Regions from separate parts of the Danio rerio genome. Here region 2 is linked to region 1. The links are chromatin contacts, called in public Micro-C maps. All regions are on one chromosome and are shown on one strand. Each heading gives the region's core, a stretch centred on a gene start, on an enhancer-like site or on the middle of the called end of the contact. The rest is flanking DNA. Distances are from core to core; before and after follow the strand shown. Region 1 holds the start of usf1l (upstream transcription factor 1, like). Region 2 overlaps ubash3ba (ubiquitin associated and SH3 domain containing Ba).

Region 1 (7,242 bases), core at 3,344-5,843:
CTGTTGATACCTTAAATCTTAAATTTGTTTAAAATTTGTGGGGGCTCGTCCGGGATCACAGTACATTTGAAGTATTATCATAATATCTTCTTTGCTTTTACCAATATTACCGACCCCAAACCTTTGAAATGTAATGTATTAATATACAATAGTTTAATCAAAACATTTCCAGTCAAAATGATTCTTTTTTGTGTGTGTGTGTAATGAAGAGATCATTTATAGTCAGATGAATGCAGCATGATTGTCAATTGCATTGAATTCTAATGAAAAATTTGCATAAATGTATCCGCAGAAGCTTGAGACGATCAGCCATTCAGCATATCTTTACCCTACAGTATTCTCTGTTATAAGAAATATACATTATTATTTTAATATATGGCATAGGATCTTTATATTCAACTGTGTGCTTCCTTCAAAACAAGTCATAGTAGCTCAAAAAGATGTTATACTTTTTATTCCTGACATTTTTGTAATCTTTATAGAAACAACTGAGTGAAATCCGTAATCTGTAATCTCATTGGTCAGTTGGCTGGTTTATTGATCCTTGCAATTTGTCCAGTACAAAATGCATTGCACTACCTGATCATTGTCTGTTTATCACCTTTATAAGGACAACTCTGTTTGAAGGACATCACCACTGATGACATATTAAATTTCAACGCTCACACATGATGCAACTGAATATCCTGTACAACAGCTGAAGGACTTTTTTCAGTAACGTTTCAAGGAGAAGAACAACACAGACCTAGAACAGTACACAAGTGCATAAGAATGAGTCTAGCTCAATAACTATTCTGATGAACACTTACATATATTTATATGTGTCTTCCATTATGCTTGCATGCACAGTGCAGATGCTGTAAGTACACGTTTAATTGCACTGTACTGTTTAGCTGCTCTTGCACATGCTTTTTTGCACCAACTTTAAGTGCCTTAAGTTGACTTAAGGTATAATCTGTGCTTTTGCAATGTAGTGCTTTGTTTCATTTTTGACCATAGTGACTCACAAAGACTGCGTAGCAATATGTTCAAGCACTAACACGCACATTTCACACACTAATTGTCTTTGTACTCTCTTCTTTTACTGTATCTTTCCATCACTTTGTCTTATCATTTAAAGGATCTACTGAGAAATGTCACAGAAAACAATAAAGGAATGTAGAGTGTAACCTGTGCAGATCTTTTTACTTACAGCAACATAGATTTGAGATTATTTGTTTGAATCAGTTACAGTTATTCTTGAATAGATAAAATAGATAAAAACAGAGATTATGCATGTCTCAAGTGTGCTTTATAGGACTTCTTGGAGTTTTCAATGCTGAGAGCCTCAAATATGATGACTTTCTTAAACGGGTCAGCAATCTCAGTCCTGGAGGGCCTGTGTACCTGCAGAGTTACGAACAATGAAAAATTAATAAAGTGTAAAGCATGTTCATCATCATTTATTTGTAATCTGTGCAAGGTATATCAAATAATTTGCTTTTAAGCTCTATAAATAATTAAAAAGATGACTTGCACAAAAAAGTATTACAAAGGCCTATTAAAGGGACAGATCACCAAACTGAAAATTATGCCATTATTTACCAACTCTTAACTTGCTCCAAACCTGTGTGAGTTTCTTCTGTTTAACACAAAAGAAGATATTTTAAACAAAGCTTGAAACCTGTAACCACTGACTTCCTCTTTGTTTTTCCTACTATGGCAGTCAATGGTTAAAGGTTTTCAGGTTTCTTCAAAATATCTTCATATTGTGTTCATCAGAATAAAGAAACTTGAAAAGGTTTGGAACCACTGGACGGGGAGTAAATTGTGAGTATTTTTATCAAACTGTCCTTTAATTGTTAAACTTCATCCCAAAATGAAAATTAAGCCATAATTTCCTTAACCTCAAGCTATGTGTACAGTACACACCTTCACAATTGGGGCTGTATTAAATAATATCCTGGCTCTTCCCAACTTGTGAATGACAGTGAATGATACAAATGATTTTGAAACTCTTAAAAGCACAACCAGTCATTCTATAAGTAATCTGACTTAAGTGTGTTAATGAATGCTTTCGTAAAGCGATTCGATTTCCCAGAAAAAAAATACATATAAAACTTTCTAACCTGTAGCGAGGAGAAAGACCAAGGACATTATTTAATAAAATGTATATTCTGTTTTGTCCAAGAAGAAAATCATACATGACTTGGGAGAGATTGTGTTGGCTTGGTGTTTAGTTGAAATATTCCTTTAAATGCATGCTTGTAAACAACATCAATAATGTAGACAACATTATAATCAAACGGATGGCTTTTAACGTATTTTTATTCATTTGAACTACTTCTGTAACCCAGTCCAAAATCAACCTTGTAATACTTTTTTCAAGTGAACAGTAAAAAAGTGAGGCTTATTTAAAGCGTGTGGCGATTTTTTTAAACAAAGTTGCTCAACAAAGAAGCCCGGGTTATTTTCTAATTGCTATCTTGTTGATTTCTTGAATTGTAACTCGTACACAAGTTTCAGCTGGTCGTAATGGGCAGGTCGTCGTCATTTTTTCTAATGACAAGGCGTGATGTAGCTTAAGTGGGCGTGCAGCCTCCCCTTACTTAATCTCTGCCTTCCTGAAGGGATCACTACTGAGGGTATTGTGTCTATAACGCAACATCTCTAGCATTCTTGAGCAAAGAAGGATAAGGTAAGAACTGCATCAGTCTAATTAGCTTTCTTTTGTAACGTGTATTGACATCAATCTCAAAGACGCCACTAAAACTGGTACGTGTAGCGATCAAACACAATAAATGTGTTTGCTATCTTGACTTATGTTCCTAACGCCAGAAAATGCATTTATGTTTAAACGATACACTTTATTGCTTTAAATGAAAGAGGAAAGACGTGTTTAAATGGGTCTCTAGGGCTTCCTAACTACTTTTAGATTACTGCAGAAGCGCGAGGCATTTTTCCCCCCAAAGGTTTCAGAAGAATCACAAGTTCAGTTTTAAGAAAAGATTCATATGTAGGGGAGTTCTTCGGGCATCAGTGTTATCATTGACCTTAAGTCAAGGGGTCATTAAGGTGGGGTCCATGCATATTGTGCGTTAATTGTGTATTTAAATGTATTAGTAGCCTACTTGTGTAGAAATGGATATGGAATGTGTTAAAATACAGATTTTTGTTTGTTTGCTTGTCATGACCACACCCATATTTGCCACAACTATGGCAGTCTGGACCCTGCCAGGAATAACTTTTTATCCCCTTTTAAACTTCGCACATGCATCTAATTTGCTTTAAGCCCTTTAACCACATCTCCTAAGCTTTCTGTACATTATGCAGTATTGACGTAATCGGTTCAATTATTGTGTATTGCCTAACATGTCATCTTTTGGCTTCAGGTTTTGCTGTGCACCGTGATCAGGATGTTGTGCTACACTGCCTTTGCCACTCTCTTTTTACTTGGTAAATTTCAATAAAGGAACATTATTATTATTATTAGCATTATTATTTGAGTGTCTGTTTTGTACCAGTATTCCTAAAAGGTTACACCTCAAAACTAAGCTGTGTTATGATTGTTTTTTTTTTTTTTTAGGTGTTGTTACTGCCCAGACATCCCTTAGGATTACATCCTGCTTGACTAAAGACCAAAACCTTCAAATGTCCTGCACCTTCACTCCAGCTCCAGACACCAAGCTCTCAAAAACATGCTACTACATGACTGACAATAAATTGATTGGCAGTACCAACAGCAGCAGCACACCAGACAGCACGTTCAGGAACCGTGCCAATGTCACCATTACTGATAACAAGTGTGACCTGTATTTGAAGGGTTTACCAGATAGCAAACCTGCAAACTACACTTGCTTTATCAGACAGACTGCCTCACCGGTGTCAATCATTCAAACTGTGGACAAGAGTAAGAGCAAACTTTAACTTGGTGTCTTTTATTATTATTATTATTATTATTATTAGTAGTAGTAGTAGTAGTAGTAGTAGTAGTAGTAGAGTGTGTAACTTCCATAAATGCTAAATATCATAATCACTTGGAACTGACAAGCAAGTTCCTCTGTTGCATGGAAATGAATGTGACTGGCAGATGGTGATCAGGCTGATGTTCTTCTTTTTACTTCCTCCCAGGTAAGCTTCAGACCTGTTCAGCGTGGAGTGTTTTGCAACACAGTGGAGTAGCGTTCCTGTTGGCCTTCCTCACTTTCCCACTGTTGTCAGAGCTTCTGTGAGCATGAATTGGATCTCCTGAAATAACTCTACTCCCACAAAACTTATTCTCAATCCTCTATCTTGCAGAAGTTTCATATAATTCTGAAATCCAAAGTCTTCTGACTGTTTTAATTTGTGTGTGTACACTGGTTCAGGTTGTGCTGATGTCAAACACTGTTATATCATGCATGTCCTTTTTAAATAACATGTGCTGTTGTAAATGTGAACCAAATGCTTGGCATTGTTTTAATTATTCTGAAATAAAATATTATTGTACTCCCTATTGGTGTGGTGAAGAGTCAAGTCATAAACATGCCCTTATAAACCCTACTCGACACACTGGCACAACAGTGAGGCTGATGGCGCCCTCTAGTGCTAACATTTAAGCTTTAAAGGTTGCGGCACATGCGCAAGAGTGCCTCTGTCTCTTGAATGTTTGCTGCCAAAGACAAACGGGTAACTCGTATTAGATGTTAACCAGGTTATTGTTTTATTCATTTTGGTGGGCACGACACCGTAATTACTCTTGTAGATGGGTTTTAGCTCAACTTTTTTTGCGAGTTGTTTGCATTTCTCTTTGTTTACCTGGCGTTAGCTTGTATGCTAAATGCGGCGGTGTGTTGGTAGTTAATCGTGACTAATTCTTGTGCTGCTGATATAATTAACCTCGCATCTATGTGCAGAAAGTGGCTTATGGAGAACTTGTATCTTTATCAGTTAGGATGGTGCGCTTTTTATAGCTTTGCATGAGGTTTGTCAACGTTTTGGTAGTATGGTGGGACTTTTAACGCAGCGGCGTAAAAATACTAACGTTAACTTATGTCGACGCCACACCTGCTTTGCTTTTTTTAATATTCGTTTGTATCATGCGTTAGTTGCAAACATTGAATATTATTGTCCATTTTTTTTACAGTGGATTTTTACGTTTGAGGTCATCAGCTGAACCACAGATCAATATTTGCTCACAAATATGACGTAAGTTTCTAAATATCAAACTTGAGGCACTGTTTATTTTTTTAACACTCCTAAAGTTATGTTTACATTGTTGTATAAACATGTACCTTAAGCTTGCTTATGTAAATTTAATGAAACTATAATAATATATGCATAATCTTCTTTCTTTAAAAAAAAAAAAAAAGAAAACGGAAGGGTTCTGATCCTGAAGATTCTCCTATACTGCAGGACGGTGAGATGAAATTTAATAATTTTTGTCATTTAGTGTTTTGTTTTGTTTTGTTTAGGAATATTAACAAACATGTTTGGGTAGGGCTCTTTAGTTTCGATTTAACTGTGACCGATTGCAGTCTGTGTAGCACCATCTAGTGCTAAACCGAGTGTGTGTAAACACATGAACCAAATGGCTTTTGACAGCCTGCCAAAAAAAGTAAATTTTCATTTATTTCATTGCCACCTTATTTAAAATTTGTCAAATTTCATTAGTTTGAAACGAGTAAATTCTGGCAATAAGTGGTTAAACTAATGAAAGTTATGTCGTGTTCTAGATTGATTTAGTTAAATATTGAATCAGTTAAATTCTAAATCAGTGTTTCACAAACTGTCAGATGAGACACAACTGCTTGTTCTCCAAGTTATATGCAGTTTAACCAGCAGTAGATTCTTGTGAGGGAACAAACTTGTAACACTTTATAATACTCTAGATGTGAGCTCATAAAAATAATAAATTACCTTTTTTTTTTTTTTTTTTTGCAATAGACATAATTCATATGTAATTTACTGACGGAAAATCCCCTTTTTTTTATAAATTTAGAATCAAAAAAATTACTAGTCATCAAATTAAAATCAACTGTAGGATCTGTAAAGTTTTATTGGTACATTTCATTAAGCCTCAAATACTGTTACTGTAAACTTTACTGTGGCCAATTGGGGTGATTTGTTCTGCCGCACACTAGATTTACAAAATGTATATCATACTACACACTTAAGACAAACTTTTAACGGCATTAATATGACTAAACAGCTACTACCTCTTCCCATTAAAATTCAGCAAATCAATCGCACAAGGAACAAATGAAAATTTAAATCTGTTGGTCCTTGCCAAAGAGACCCTTTACCGAGATCCTGAGGGAAGTATTTGAAATGAATCAAAAAGAGGATGGACTATATCAGATGTAATCTGGGCTGTGTTTAACACCTGGCTTTCATACAACTAGCATAACCCTGGTGCTTTAACACCTTATACTTTGCTGCAGGTATTTGAAACTTTAGACATTGAGTTCTTCTGTTTTACTTTTATAGAAGCAAACCAACAAATCAATTTTAAATGGATCCTATATATCTATAAATATAAATCTTCGCTAATTTCCGCAGACAATAAAGTCTTTGTTGTCCTGTCCTACTAGTCTTTCCATGTTTTCATTAAAATTTAAATTATCAATAATAGTACCTATGTACCTATAACTTTCCACTAATTCAATCTGGTGGTTATCAACCATAGTATCTAAAACTACGTCCTGTTTCCACCGCAAGGTCTTTTTTGTTTTCTCTGTGTTTAGAAATAGACCAGCCACTCGACACAAATGTAGATCTACAAACTGAAAACTCACTCTGAGTTTCTTAATGATATTTACTAAGTAGGGTTGTCGCGATACCATTAATTCACATTACGATACTATACCAGCTGAAGTATCATGTTTAGTACTGCAGTACTGTAACTCATAACTCAAATCTATGAACTAAAGAAAATTGTCAGAAATACTGTATTATGTTATATTAGGATTACTTGAATTGAATTCATAATACTCTTATTGTTGAAAAAATATTGCTTTTCACTTCACCTAAAATGCATTTATTCTTTTTGTTTATTTTGTAGATAACTGACCAACAAAAAATACATTAAAATAAAGATACAAATTATACAGAACAAACTTTGTTACAAAAAGAGCAAATTAGGCTTCATGAAGTGGACAAAAATTGTTTTCTGTTGCTCTTGAGTTTTTCATTCATTTTTTTTTAGTCTTATCAGGTAAGAATCCAAAGTAATTCAACTGAATTCCAACTGAAGCATTAGGAAAATGTGCAACAGGCTACCAT
Region 2 (7,173 bases), core at 3,869-6,368, 80 kb after region 1:
GCCCTGAGGGCTAGCTGGCTTGATGACCATATTCTCTGGGAAGCCTAACTAAATATAGAGTAATTGAGCGCTGTGCGGAGACTGTGAACTGGATTACTACACACAAAAATGCATACACTGGTGACTTTTGCAGTAATTATTTATTTTTTTTAAATATAACCAAGGATGCTAAATGCATGAAAAAGTAGCGCATGAATATAATCCTGAACATGAAACGATGTATAAATGTAAATATGATAAATATGTACTGTATCTATTGCAAATTACAAATTCTGAGCTACACTTGTCTACCACAAAATGATTTGATTTATTTTGTTGAAGTGAAGGTCGGGCTTGTGAAGAAACTGCAGGGCCGTTTGTGTAGTGGTGAATTGGGTAATTTAATCGTAGCAGTGTGAAAATAAATATGAATAATCATAAATAAATTTGAACACTCATACATTTAGACATTTAACATTACTCTAATTTTGTATGTGTGTGTATATGTAAATGTATGTGTATACACTCATCGGCCTCTTTATTATGTACACCTGTCCAACAGCTAGTTTACGCAATTTTTCTAATCAGTCAGTCACATGGCAGCAAGTCAATGCATTTAGGTTTTTCAGACATGGTCAAGATGATCTGCTGCAGTTCAAATCGAGCATCAGAATGGGAAAGAAAGGTGATTTAAGTGACTTTGAACGTGGCATGGTTGTTGGTGACAGACGAGCTGGTCTGAGTTTTTCGTAAACTGCTGATCTACTGGGATTTTCATGCACAGCCATCTCTAGGGTTTACAGAGCATGTTGCGAACAAGAGAAAATATCCAGTGAGAGGCAATTCTGGGAGCACAAATGCCTTGTTGATGGCACAGGGGAATGGCCAGACTGGTTCGAGCTGATAGAAAGGCAACAATAACTCAAATAACCACTTGTTACAACTGAGCTATGCGGAAGAGCATCTCTGAATGCACAACATGTCAAACCGTGAGGCGGAGGGGCTACAGCAGCAGAAAACCACACCGGGGTGCCACTTGTGTCAGCTACGAACAGGAAACTGAGGCTACAATTCCCAAAGGCTCTCTAAAATTGGACAAAAGAAGATTGGAAAAATGTTGCCTGGTCTGATGAGTCTCGACTTCTGCTGCAATATTCAGATGGTAGAGTCAGAATTTTGGGTTAACAACATGAAAGCATGGATCCATCCTGCCTTGTATCAACGGTTCAGGCTGCTGGTGGTGGTGTAATAGTGTGGGGGATATTTTCTTGGCACACTAGTACCAATTGAGCATCATGCCAACGCCACAGCATACCTCAGTATTGTACCTCATGTCCATCCCTTTATTACCACAATGTACCCATCTTCTGAAGGCTGCTTCCACACCATGTCATAAAGCGTGAATCATCTCAGACTGGTTTCTTGAACATGCCAATTAGTTCACTGTTCACAAATGGCCTCCACAATTACCAGATCTCAATCCAATAGAGCATTTTTGCCATGTGGTGGAACGGGAGATTCTGCAGCATCTTTGTGATGCTATTATGTCAATATGGATCAAAATCTCGAAGGAATATTTCCAGTACCTTATTGAATCTATGCCACAAGTGTTGATGCAGTTCTGAAGGTAAAAGTGGGTCTAACCCTGTACTAGTTAGGTGTACCTAATATAATGGCCAGTGAGAGTATGTTTATGTATATTTGTGTTTTTATATTGTGTATATGAATTATTTGTATTAAAAGTTTGAGGCAAAGTTTCTGACATTTGAAACGAGTAAAAAAAATGGATTGAATCAACTGTTTTCTGTAAGATCATGCGACACTGAAGACTGGATAAAAGAGCCTTAAAAATGCTCAGTTTTGTCATCACGTTACCTTTAAAAAAAACACAACCTATAATATAGTTTTATTACCATATTGTCCTATACCTACTACTTTTCAACTGTTATTTATACTTTATTATACTTTTATGATGCAGACTCTTTAACATTTGCAACAACAAGCAGAATTGGATCCAGTAAACATTAAGGTTTGTTTGCTTGTGATGCTTTGATACAGTACATTGTCTGATAAGTATAGTGTGATCAGCAAAGGCTTCCTGTACTTTGAACAATCCGCATAATCTGCATTTCCCTGATCTCTGACGTGTGACTTCTCTGTTCTTGAGTCTTGTCATTGCCTTTTTTGTTAGGTGTGAGAAAAGCACGTCTATAGCCTCGTAGTCAAATGTCACTCTGGTTCATTCGTAGTATTTCCCATATCAGTTTGTGAATCACTTTTTCCGATCCTGAGCTAGTGGAAACTGAATGTCGGCGGTCACGTGAGACTGAATGCGTCTCCACAGCAGTTTGTATTTCCACTAAATACTCATCACTTATCAAAAAACTCAGCTTTTTGTAATTTAGTTTGTTTGTTTTTTCTGCTTTCTTCAAACCTCAGGCTGCGTTTTCAGTTTGACTGCAAGTTTTCAGACAGATCCGTTTCCCCTGAGAGTCAGTCAGACTGTGTGATTTTTAGAGCTTTTATAAAAAGACACTAATTAGATTTAGAGGATAATTTAATTGGCTCATGAAAAAAAAAGCCTTCGAGATGTCAGCTGACACACGAGGAAATGACATAGTGCGTTTAGCGTGACCTTAGATTGGATTAGATGTCGTTTTGCAGTATAGATGTGAACCGAGGAAATATTATCATCCTACACATGAGAAGATTATGTAATTATCCCCACCAATAATGGACTTCTTCAAGCTGTGTGTGTGCGCGCATGAAATAGAGAGGCCTTGCACAAATAAAAGGGGGTCTGACTGTGACTTTGTGAAATTATTGTTCTGTATAGGTGTCAGATAGCTTTTAATTACGCCTTTGAGTTCTGTATGATGAAAAACCAAGAATAAAGGAGAACTCAAGACAGAGAGGAGACTGTGGGGAGCGTTTTATGAACTGAGAGAGACAGCGACATTTCCTTTTTCATCACAGTTTTCAAACCACAGACCAAGAGATATTATTTTCCACACTGATCTTTTTAAGGCAGACACCTGCTAAATGAGTCGGGCTGGGTGTACATTTGTGAAATGCAGTGGTGGTAAATTTAGAGGGTGTTTCTTTCACTCCTGAAATATAGCATACACTCAAAAAAAAAAAAAAAAAAAGATTACTGCTGCTTGTCTCAACTACTTATTTAAAATGAGATACAACAACACAATTCTTGTCATTTCTTTGGTCAATTTATTTGTTTTATGTTCGGTCCACTTAAATTTGTAAACCAATAAGTTCACTTAAGCGTTTTGTGTTGGTCCAACTTCTGGGTTAGGGGATTTGTAGTTTGTTGTGGGATTGATTTAAGAGAGGGAAATGTTGACAATAAAAGTAATATAAGGTGTTGAAAGTTAATACAACGACTTGTAAGAGTTTAATCTTCACTTTATTTCGAAGATTTTGAAGATTTTTATGTAATGCTTTGAGTTTTGAGATTACCACCTTGCTAAAGCGCCCATGCTTCGGGTGTTGGCAGCTTAATTTACACAAAATTGGTTTGTTGCTTTGCTCAGTGAGCAATAACTGTCCTAAAATGCGTCTCAATCAACTGTAACTCATGAAATATGCTTAAAATGGCTGTTTTAGTTCATTAAGGATAACTTTAAATAAAACTAAGAGACTTTGAAATGTTCAACACATAGTAGACATGCATGATATTATCAGACCTTTGAGTTTAAGTAAAAATAAAAACTATAAAATAAACTTTTATTTGATAAAATCATGTTGGATCGACTCGATTGCATTTAATTGTGTAAATAGTCTTTTAGCTGTTGCTAAATAAATTTATTAAATTTAAATAGATTTTGTCCAATGAGTTATTTTTTTAAGTTAAGTGTATATTATGTACCGTTTAAACTTAATTAGGTCGGTGTGCTTTTTTAAAAAGGTTCACTTCACCAAACCTGCATTTATCTGCAATGAAACAATAAAAAAACATTAAATATTATTATTATTATTATTATTTAATTACAAATGTTTATTTGTGTTAGACAAAATGGTAAGAAAACGTTCATGTGACTTGATCAGAAAAATTTATTATTTTAAATAAGTGTTTAAGAAAAATATTACAGATTGAATTTTTTTTCAGTTATTGTAACATTACGATTTCTGTAGGTACCCTTTTAAAAAAATTACTTCTTGTATTTATCAATATAAATTTGTCAATACATTTTTAGATTTTTAGGTATTTTATTTTTTGTTATTTATATTTTATTTTTATATTTTTAAATAAAAATGATAGGTGACAGTAAACTAATTTGGCACACATAATTTTTTTTTATTGTTGTTTTGTATTAAATTTAAAAAATATTATATTTATTAAAATACATATTGTATACATAATAAAAAATATTCCTATTTATAGATAATTGTACTTTCTTCGTGCGATAAAGATCTCTATATCTAATACCTAAACTTTTGAGGAATATTACTCATCCTTTTATTGCTCCCAGTGTATGCTTCAACTCTTATAGGTTGCTTTGGCTCATATGACCCTCTTTAAAATAATCTGCAAAAGTAAGCCTCTTTAATATTCATAAATGTCCATAAATAAGTGATTATCCAGCTTTCCCAGTGATGTTCAGGAGACGGTCTAGACTCTTATCACAGAGCTTGCTTAGCCTGCATAAGTGTGATTTCATGCACGATAAACCATATATTCTTAAACCGAGATGTGGACTACTGAGGAACATCTCTGAGAAATCAGATCTCTGAGAAAACTCCTTAGCACTAATGTACTGATAAACATCCTCCGGAAAGAAGGCCATTGATTTTGTGACCAGTACAGCAATTGAGCTGATCTCTCTCTCTCTCTCTCTCTCTCTCTCTCTCTCTCTCTCTCTCTCTCTCTCTCTCTCTCTCTCTCTCTCTGTTACAGGCTAAAAGCTCTGGTTTCGACTGGGGGCAGAAATGTACAAGCAGCCTGTGACTGGTGAGTTTTGCATGTGCACACACACCCACACACAGACACGTATGCACATGAACCATGTTGTGCCCTGAGCCACACACACTCTCTCTGAGCTTTAAAATGGTAATGCGTTTTATTCTAGAATCATTACATTAGACCTGATCACTTATACAGATGAAATCAGCTTCACGTTGTAATGGTTTACTGCTGCCCTCTGGCGGTGGGGAATTGGAAATGTGTTTACAGCTGATCTGTTTAAGGGATGGTACACTCCAAAACGAAAAAGCTCCCAATATGTACACATCATTACATTTAACTGAGTGGTTATACGCCTTTATTGGTTTCTTTCTTCTGTTGAACACAAAAGAAGATATTTTGAAGCTGGAAACTTGTAACCATTGGCATTCAGACACTATAGAAGTGTCAGCTTTTCTCGAGAGGAAAGAAAGCCATACAGGCTTGGATCAAGTAAAGCATGTTAGAGATAAAATAATTTTCATTTTTGGTAGAACTCTTCCTATAAAAAAAAAAGATATGTGCTTGAGTTCCACTGAAGTTGAAAAGGGTAAAAGACAACCAACAAACTACTAGTTATCATAAAAAAAAATATTATTTGGTATTTAAAACATTTCATATACAAAATGCTTATATATGCTAGTGATCAATTATTTAGGTAAATCTGCACTAATTTGCATACATTTCTAGCACAAAAATCTGAACATTGGATTAAGTCAGGTTTAAACTTTAAACCTGACTTTTTAGGTCTTTTTAGGTCACAGTTTTTTTTAATTTTTTGTTGTTGAAACGTTCGAGTCAAAAGTTTCTAAAGAAGGTTATCTTTCTTTCTCATCACTCCATAATTAGAAAAAAATTCTAGCCAGAAATAAACACCTTTGTAGAATCAAATATCCCTCATGAATAACCTTCAGAATATAAATGAGTTAAACTGCTGCTGTAAGTGCTGCTGAAGTGGAGATTTAAGGCTTAGTACATGGGGAAAAACTTCACAAAATTTTCCCAATCCCAATTTTACCCCTTAGCCCTTTTCCTTAACCAATTCCCAATTTGAAGGTGTAGGGCTAAGGGGAAGGGCTAGATAGCCCTTGAAACAGAGATGTGTCAGGACCCCACTCGAAACCAAGGAGCATGAACATTTCCCAGAATACACCAACGGCTGCAAACGGAAGTCAGGAGATCCACAAATTAGTATTTTTGTCACTATTACAAATTTTTACAACGAACAAACCACCATGCTTTAAAAAACAACAACACCAAAATAAAAACGCTAGATAATTTCACTATTTATAATGCATAATCATAACTCCTGTACAGTAGTCCCACATCATTCTGTCACTCGATGACACTCGAATACCCTGTCAGAAAAGTCTAGTGGCTGGGAATGAGCTTTTTCACAGTGTCCGCTAAATGTTATGTTTTATTAGTGTGTTTACATAGATGAATATGGAAACTGTGTATATGCACAGTATAGTTATGATCTTATTGCCACATTATATCATTATGATAACATGATATTGTTGCCTTCAGTGATTTCCTGAAGAAAAATAACAAAAAATAACGTAACTGGTATAACTACAGCAGTCGTCATCATCGATCCCATATGAAGTAAGAGATTGCAATGATGACCTATGAAGACGTGTAGGTGCTGTTGTGGTGTCCCATTTCCTAGGGATTAAATTTGAAGGGGTATGGGTAAAAAATTTAATTGGGATCAGTGTTGGGTTACTTTTAAAAAGTAATCGATTACAAATGACTGATTATTACACAAATTGTAATCTGATTACTTCATGTAAAAAGTAATCAAATTAATAATTACTTTACTTTGAAGTTGCTTTTAAAACGTATAAAATATACCTTTGAAAATACAAAATAATACTGCAGCTCTTTTGATAATTTAATATTCTCTGAAAAACATTGCAATGGGTTGATCACAGCAGCTTTACATGTTCAAAAGAGCTAAAGAGATAGTTCGCCCAAAACTTAAAATCCTCTCATTATTCACTTTTTCCAAAATTCGAGTTAAAAGCAGTCGACAGTTTTTAGACTGGACATAGACTGACTTTCACAACAAGATTTTAGTTTTTACGCTCAATGAAATCAAACTAATGTCAGTATTTCCACCTAAAGAAGCAACCTCTCTCAACAGCAACTTTTTCATCTTGCGTTCTCCAACAATTTTAAAGCGCATGATTAACTGATGCTGCAACAGAAAATTTAAAAGAAGCATTTGATTT

What was found. A called contact is a pair of places that touch in the nucleus more often than the background predicts.
Region 2: a contact with region 1 is called in a Micro-C map of caudal fin, with 5 times the contacts expected there. The contact joins the enhancer-like site here to the promoter of usf1l in region 1. A contact is called at or near these places in 2 of 18 Hi-C or Micro-C datasets (caudal fin and hematopoietic stem cells) and 1 of 4 datasets of contacts at active chromatin or transcription factors (embryo).

The regions. Positions count from the first base shown.
Region 1 is chr5:30,413,855-30,421,096 of GRCz12tu, forward strand. It overlaps usf1l (upstream transcription factor 1, like), which reads left to right and starts at 4,594. Exons shown (of 11, transcript NM_213194.1): 1 at 4,594-4,647; 2 at 5,105-5,166; 3 at 5,331-5,377. The coding sequence starts at 5,162. thy1 (Thy-1 cell surface antigen) reads left to right here and starts at 2,574. Exons shown (of 4, transcript NM_001313770.1): 1 at 2,574-2,677; 2 at 3,372-3,435; 3 at 3,566-3,889; 4 at 4,111-4,474. The coding sequence starts at 3,396. The coding sequence ends at 4,211.
Region 2 is chr5:30,493,128-30,500,300 of GRCz12tu, forward strand. ubash3ba (ubiquitin associated and SH3 domain containing Ba) reads left to right here. Exons shown (of 14, transcript XM_001923850.8): 2 at 4,892-4,945. Among named protein-coding and RNA genes, the nearest start is that of ubash3ba, 30 kb to the left of the region's middle. Within about 2 kb of position 5,119, at least 11 of the 62 cell types and tissues checked have an H3K27ac peak or open chromatin away from gene starts, as enhancers often do. A contact at or near this core is called in caudal fin, where this site is marked.